Regions from separate parts of the Lactuca sativa genome. Here region 2 is linked to region 1. A link is a contact called in public Hi-C data. All regions are on one chromosome and are shown on one strand. The core of a region is the stretch at or near the end of the contact, and the rest is flanking DNA. Distances in the headings are between cores, read along the strand shown.

Region 1 (3,883 bases), core at 571-3,070:
AATTTCACTCCGTCTTTACCTTTAAACACCTTTTTAAGCCACGTTAAACCCCCCGACGCCTAAGGAAACCCCCTAACACCCGAAGAAAGCCCGAAGCCATCAAAGTCCTCGAGAAAATAATCTTTTTTCAGTCGAAACTCTGCCCGCATAAAGCCTGGTGTTCATCAGAAACTAGAGGTTTCATTAAGTAAAATCATTTCTAGAAACGAAGCGCTGCCCAAATCACCATTTATCAAGTGAGTTCATACCCCTACATTTTTTATAACTTTTTTCCATGTTTTAAAGGGGGGGGGGGATACAAGTAAAACACAAGGAAACTTAATGTAAAATTTCAAACAATTGTTTATGTTTTCTTACAGTTTCTATAACTATTACATGAAAACATGTGCATACAGAACATCTTATGACACAACAGTTATCAGTTCAAATGAAACATATATTGTAAACTATAATTGATGTAGTTTGGGTTACATTCTCATTATTTTACCCCTTTCAGGGCAAAACTAGACAACGTCATCTAGGGGAAAGTCTCTTTCTCCCTAAGCAAGGCTATAGGTTGTCATACAAAGGAAGACGTCAGTACAGTTGTGCACGGGCCACTATCATTTATTCCCTCTACCCCAATCAGAACATATGAAAGATTAGATAGTAACAACCCGATATATCAAATGTCGTTATTCTGTTCCCCTCTACCTGAAACCCTAACTATACAAGGGACTTAGGAAGCCCCTAAAAGGTACAATTTATTTTACTCTCTCTCTCTCTCTCTCTCACTCTTTCTCTCTCTCTCTCTCTCTCTCTCCCTCTCTCTTTCTCTCTCATATCCTGCTAAGTCTCTCCCCTATATTGCTGAATAGATCGTCAGAGCGTCCTCCCTGGATCCCCTCCCGGAGAGCGTCTGACGTAGTGTTTGATTGTGACTACATGTTCCGACCGGAGATTAAATTGGCCAACCGGTGTCTTGCTAACGGAACGACGACACAACATTTGTTTTCATCACATTTTTAACAACATATACAACATCAATTTTGATTTCATACAAATAAATTCTGATTTCATAAGCATATAACATTTTCTAAGTTTTGATTTCATACAAACATATACAACATATTCAACATTATCTGATTTTAGACCAACATATACAACATTTTCTGATTTCACATACCTAAAATCTGATTTTATTCACACATTAGTTCATATTAAAATCACACACTAGTTCATATAGAGAAAATCAGATTTCATACATAAATATACATTATCAACTGATTTTATGCACACCCTTTAAAGCATTTCAATCCAAGAAGAATGAAATCAATAATTTCACTTGACATTAACATTTTTGTGATTTCAGAAAAAAAAAACAAAAAAAGGCAAAATACGTTACCTGTTGTAGACGTCGTTGCTGATGATGTGAATGTCGTCGCCGGTCGGAGATGCTATTCAAGGGAAGTCGCCGATGTGAGATGTTGAGGATGAGCTGACTAATCAAATGGAACTATTTTTTTCAGCGTGTTTGTTTTAGGTCTTGAATGGAAGACGATGGAAAATAAAAGAAATTAAGGGTTGTTGGTTTTTTTTCAAGTCAGTCAAGATTTTTAGGCTTATTGAGTAAGTCATTTGGGCTTTTTCTTTTCCTGCCAACAAAGATTTTTAGGCTTACTGACTAAGCCATTTGGGTCAACAATGTTCAATGAGTCAGCTACATATTGCATCTATCAAACAACTAGGCTGCTAACCAAGTCAGGAGTCAACACTTACTTGTTTAAATCAAACTGCCCCTAAATTTATAATTTTCTGAAAAAAAAAACTCAATGCTTGGCCGTTAAGTCGGTCAAAAACAAAATTTTTGAAATCCTTCGCCCAAGCAATTGACCAATACGGCTCTCGTCTCTCCCTGTCTCGCCAGTCTTTGGCTATCGCTAGTCGATGGTCTTGGGTATCGACCATCATTCCTGACGATTCCGCCCCTACCCTCCTTAGGGTTTTTCCTTCAAACGACCACAACTTTTTTCAATTACTCTTAATTCTTCACCGACATCGCCACAAATCCACCCTCACCTTCATATTTCTGTTTCACACAATATTCTTAGAACATATTTTCACAGTTCATCCCTCTCAATAGTTCTGCTTCAAGGTTTCTTTATTCACTTAGAATCTTACCATTAAAGGTATGAAATCTTTTTTCATATTCTTAATATTTGTATTGTCGATTCGTGTTTAAATCAGCTGTATTCTTATCTAGAATCCAATTATAAACCCTAAAAACCAAAATCTCTTCTTGATCGAAGTTCTGTTCCTGACTCGGCACATCCAGCGCCTCTCCGCTTACGAACGTCAACGGTGTTCCTGGTACATCCATCTACCATCTGCCTTCTCAATTTCTTCTTATTATTGATTTCTAAGTACAATTCTGAAACCCTACCTCTGCCGCATTGGATCAGGGCATGATCATTAGAACTATAGTTTTTATGCAGCGATTTTAATATATTTTTTTTACTAATCTCTATTCATTTAAATTGATTATAAACAGATTTTCTTTCTATTGATTGGTGCTGTGTTTTAGCTTCGTCAACACAGATCATGGAGGTTAGTTTAGAATATGAACTGTTTATTCTTTAACAAAGCATAAATACTTCTTCTCAGTTATTAACTTATTTGATTTTCAAACTTTGACAAACAGAATCCAATTGACATTGACAAGATAAAGGAGACATTGGAACCTGATAACAGCGGTGGCGGAGGATTACAATTGCCTGGGAAAGATAGGGTTGTCTTCAGAGCGCCTGAGAGGAAATCATTACTAGGATTGGATGCTCTTGCAAGTGCAAAACGAGCTGAAGGATCATTTAAAGTTCCTAAAGAAAAAATTTCTTCTATGATGACATCTCTTGATGAAGATGTGGAAAAAACCACATCCTCACTTACAGGTCTTGATGAAGTTGGTAGTGGTGTATCCAGCAGTGGTCGCAATTATACAAGCAGACAATATCGTGATTCCACTGGGAGCAAAACATCTGGTTCAGGTATTATTCCTGTGATACCTTTTTAACTTGTTCTAATGAACTCTTTACAAACACATCAACTTCTATGATCTATCTGACTGTTATGAATGTTGCAGAAAGTCAAATCACTGAAGAAGAACGAGCTGGTGGCAGATCTGCTAGGCATGGTTCACACTCTGAGGTAAGTTTAGAGGATGCTACCTTCTTCTTTGTATATTATATATTAGATTGTTCAATGTTCATACATTTATCTTAACTTCATATTTGGATATTTTAGGATGTTACTCCTTCATCTAGAAGTTCCCGAAGTAGTCAACACCGGAGTGATAGATATGATCCAACAGAGTATGATAGGCGTAGGTATGATAGCAGAGATGATTCAAGAAGGAGACATTACAGTAGTGATAGAGATGAGAGAAACCATGTGGAACAATCACCTCGTTATGGAAAAGACTACAGAGATTATGGGAATAAAAGAAGCAGATATGAAAGTTCAAAGAGGACACCTGGTATGCACTAACTTTTGTAATAACTATTTTATCAGTTCAATTTGCTCATTATTAAAAATGAATCACGTGTGTGTGTGTATTGTAGGTAGATCTGATTGGGATGATGGAAGATGGGAATGGGAAGATTCACCTCGGCATTCGAGTGGGAGTAGACATCATAAACCTTCACCTTCACCAATGTTACTTGGTGCTTCACCTGATGCACGATTACCTTCTCCTTGGTATGGTGGCAATACTCCTATGGGTCGCTCTGATTCTCCATGGGACAATTTTGCCCCTTCTCCTGTTCCGATTAGGGCATCTGGATCAGTCAGATCCTCAACTTCAAGATCTGGTGGAAGATCTCAGCGACCACATGCTGCAGAAAGTTCA
Region 2 (3,737 bases), core at 557-3,056, 410 kb before region 1:
TAAGGATTACTGCTTCCCTTCCAGAATTAAGCATTATATATCCATGTCTGAAGATTAGTTCACCAGGAATCTTACAAGTTTCTATATTTGGAAACTTTTCAAGTGAAGGAACTGCAGAAGCAACAAAATGTCAATCAAATTTAGCAGGCAGGATAAGTAAAATGGATCTGTAAAGATGAAAGAACAGATTGCTGACCTGGAAGAAAAGATCCATGTAAAGCCATTTCAAGATTTCCATTTTCACAAGATACTGGATCATGTACAGTAATTAACTTTGTTCCATCAGGAAAGGTTCCCTCTACCTAAACATAATTTAAGCATCAATGAAAAAGAGTTGATGCAAATTGATAAACTCGGATAGTAAAGTGGAACAGATTTTAGGCTTATGTAATACAAGAGGAAGTTTTGAGATCAAATGAGAAATATTGACCTGGACAGAATCCAAAAGGTGTGGAACTGTTGGAAGAACTTGTCTCCTGATGACAAAAATATATATGTAAGATTTGTTAATTGTGTCCAAATATCAGATTGATTGTTAAAAGAAGCAAGTTATTTGTTGAGTAATATATTACAATGTACTCTTTCAAAAATATATATATATATATATTACAATGTACCTTCCTAAAAGCTGTCTCCCGACATCCATCAATTCTGCCACACTTTTGTCACCATCATGTACAAACTCCAAAATCTAACAATAGGGATGGTTTAACTTTGTTATCAAACTATTTTCAAGAAAATCAAAACGAATCATGCAATTACAAAGTTAATATTAGTCTTTTTGACCTAAAAAATCAGCATTTCCCATTTTGGAAAAAGATCTAAGTCTAAATTTCAAGTAGATTTTGATGCTTCTTATTTATTGAAACTGGATCATAACTGTTTTTAACTTTACAAACAGAAGAATTTTGCTATTACTAACAGAAGAATGTTGGTATTTATGGAGATATGGACCACGATTAACTTCAACTTATGAGTCAAACTCTGCCTCTTTTCATGTAACCAAAACTGCTTTCAATCATCGATAATTGTCATTGATGTTTATTCATTTGCATTAACAAGCCTAATACGAATTTAGCCATTGGAGATCGTGTTTTTGCCAAAACTTGAAGTGTCTCACATGATCCAATTTCAATATCCAAGGTATTGATTATCAATACCCTGTTCTATGTTCAATATGATTCCCCAACAGTCATTCTAAAATAGCATCGGTTGCTTAGAGATACAAATCGACTGCCACATAATATCAAAGTGAATTAATTAAATCAACTACCTGAGTGGCAATAAGTGCAACAGCTTCGGTGTAATTAAGCCTTAATCCACGAGCAAGACGCTTCTGCGCTAAATATCCAGCATTGTGTAACATCAATTTCTCCACCTCCCTCGGCGCCAACCTCATCGTCTTTCATTTCATAAATTAAAAAAAAAAAAAAAAAAAAAAAAAAAAAAAAAAAAAAAAAAACGTCAGCATAAACACAAACAACAAAATCGATCAAACAATTGGATTAAACTCCTAGATTACGATGATGATGAATTGTAAGATATTTCAAAGATACAAATCCAATAGCTGAAACAAACAACCAGCGATTCTACATTTGTTTAAAATTTGTGATTATATGATTCTGTCTATTGAAAATAGGATCCGAGTCTCACCGATGATTGAAACTGAGCGTTGTAGTAGAGTAGTAGGCTTTAGGGAGTGAGAGCGAAGGCTGTGTTGACCCTCTGTTATGAATCTAAAATCATATTGCTGCTGTGCTATCTCCATAGGTGGAATTACGGGAACTGGAAATTTTCAGATTGGCTCCTTCAAACATTATGTTGTTATATTTTAGTCCCTTGACGGTTGACCCGAAACCATTTTGCATCAATGATGCGTTCGTTAACCACAAGTTTTGTGGTGATTTTGTTGATTTTATTAACAAAACCAAAACTGAGTGGTACATATATTCTTTTTCCAATTTCCATCAAGTCCTTCTAACATACAAAAACAATTTCCTTCAATCTTAAAGCTATAGTGACAAGGTTTTTTTTTGCAATTTTAACAATATAAAAAACTTTAGAACAAGTTTTTTTTATGAATATAAAATCAATGGTGTATGTAACTTGTTCATGTTATATATTAAAAAAAAACTTAGTTCATTGCATAAAAAGGTTGTGTATAACTTTTGAAACTTGGTTTTACTGGGTTACAAGGTCAAAGTCGATGGACAATTAATTTCATGTGTTGCATTAACCAAAAGGCTTTGAAACCATAAGAACAAGGATGACAGTTATACAAAACATAAGGGTAAAAAATGAAATTTAATGTTTCGACTTACAACCACTATACTGGAAGAGTTAGTTAGATACCAATTGGGTAAAACCCATAGATTGTGTATATATTGTCAACAGTTGTGTTTTTTCTCTATTACATGATGGTCAAATCTTTTGTCTATTTATTTCCTTTCCGGGCTAGAAAGCGGTCCCGAGCTGCTTGTATTCTAGCGTTGGAGTCATCTCCATTTTTCACCTCTTTCTCTCTCTCTCTCTGGGGACCACCCAAATCATCGGTTGTGCTCGCCTCCTCGGCCTGGTTCGATCCACCACTGCTCCAAAGATTCATATATGAATATAGATAGATACAATATATATATATATATACACCGTAAAATACAGTAAAGCACTTGTACTTTCACCATTTTATCGATTAGTGTATAAAGAAAACCATTGGTAACCTAAAAAAATGATTTTTTTCCAAGTTAAAAAAAAAAAAACATAATGGATTAATCACTAGTGACTAAATAAATTAAATAATGAAAGTACATTGTGCTTCCATTTTTGTCAAGGGTATAATGCAGGTAATAACAATGTACTTATGGAAAATGAATTGCAAGTATGTTTAAAGGTTGCTATTATGGGTTATATTTCTATTATTGGTAAAAAATGCTTAACTATATATAAGTCTATGTATATGTATGTGTATAGAATATAAATGTAGGTCTGAACAAGTTAAAGTTTTATGTACCTTAGTTTGTTGACATTTAGCTTCTCAAGCTTTTGCAATATTGGGGTCACCCATTGCATCTCTACTTCACACAGATTGCGCATGTATGGGCGTGTAGTAGAAATAAGTTCATGGTACACAACATAATTTGGAAGCATTCCTTCTTCATCTGTTCGCAGCACGGAAGACGGGTGCACCTACCAACACACAAAAATCCATTTGGTTAGAGTTAGTTAGATCATACATGGAATGGAATCGGTAATTACCACTCCGTTATCATGTTGGAATGGAATGAGTCATTACCGACTCTCTTGTTGTTGGTTGTTTATTTTACCTGGACAAGTTGAGACTTGAAGCCAAGAGTCCGGTAACCGTTATGACGAATCATCCGCTCTGCCAGCTGGCTTGCATACCCCACACACAAAGCCTTTCTTAGATTCTTATAATTTTCTTCTCTATCTCTCCTTCTTTCCTTTCTTTTTATATCTAAGCCTCCTGTTTCAGTAATAATCAAACACACACTTCCATTAAACTATGCGTCCATTTTATAATCTGAAAAGTTAAAGCATATATTTGAGAAAATATGTTTCTATTGCTAACCTTTTGCAACCTTCTGCATTATTTGCGACAATTGTTTCCGAACATCTTTAGCAAATAGCATCCCACGTACCTGAATATACCAAATTTCAACAAAACAATCATTAGTCTTATACGGCTCACACATACCAAAAAATAACTGTATGCAATTTTA

Evidence for each region. Hi-C and Micro-C count contacts between places; a contact is called where the count stands out from the background.
Region 2: a Hi-C map of seed shows a contact between it and region 1, with 4 times the contacts expected there. The contact joins the promoter of LOC111906271 here to the promoter of LOC111889836 in region 1. A contact is called at or near these places in 2 of 4 Hi-C or Micro-C datasets (leaf and seed).

What each region holds. Positions count from the first base shown.
Region 1 is chr4:4,537,581-4,541,463 of Lsat_Salinas_v11, reverse strand. LOC111889836 (pre-mRNA-splicing factor ATP-dependent RNA helicase DEAH7) reads left to right here and starts at 1,820. Exons shown (of 13, transcript XM_023885994.3): 1 at 1,820-2,168; 2 at 2,243-2,349; 3 at 2,531-2,586; 4 at 2,681-3,023; 5 at 3,119-3,183; 6 at 3,280-3,511; 7 at 3,597-3,883. The coding sequence starts at 2,581.
Region 2 is chr4:4,944,160-4,947,896 of Lsat_Salinas_v11, reverse strand. LOC111906271 (urease) reads right to left here and starts at 1,806. Exons shown (of 17, transcript XM_023902032.3): 1 at 1,654-1,806; 2 at 1,274-1,402; 3 at 618-691; 4 at 431-476; 5 at 197-302; 6 at 1-111. The coding sequence starts at 1,399. It overlaps LOC111906272 (probable pre-mRNA-splicing factor ATP-dependent RNA helicase DEAH4), which reads right to left. Exons shown (of 15, transcript XM_023902033.2): 12 at 3,587-3,656; 13 at 3,321-3,481; 14 at 3,008-3,183; 15 at 2,286-2,588. The coding sequence ends at 2,435.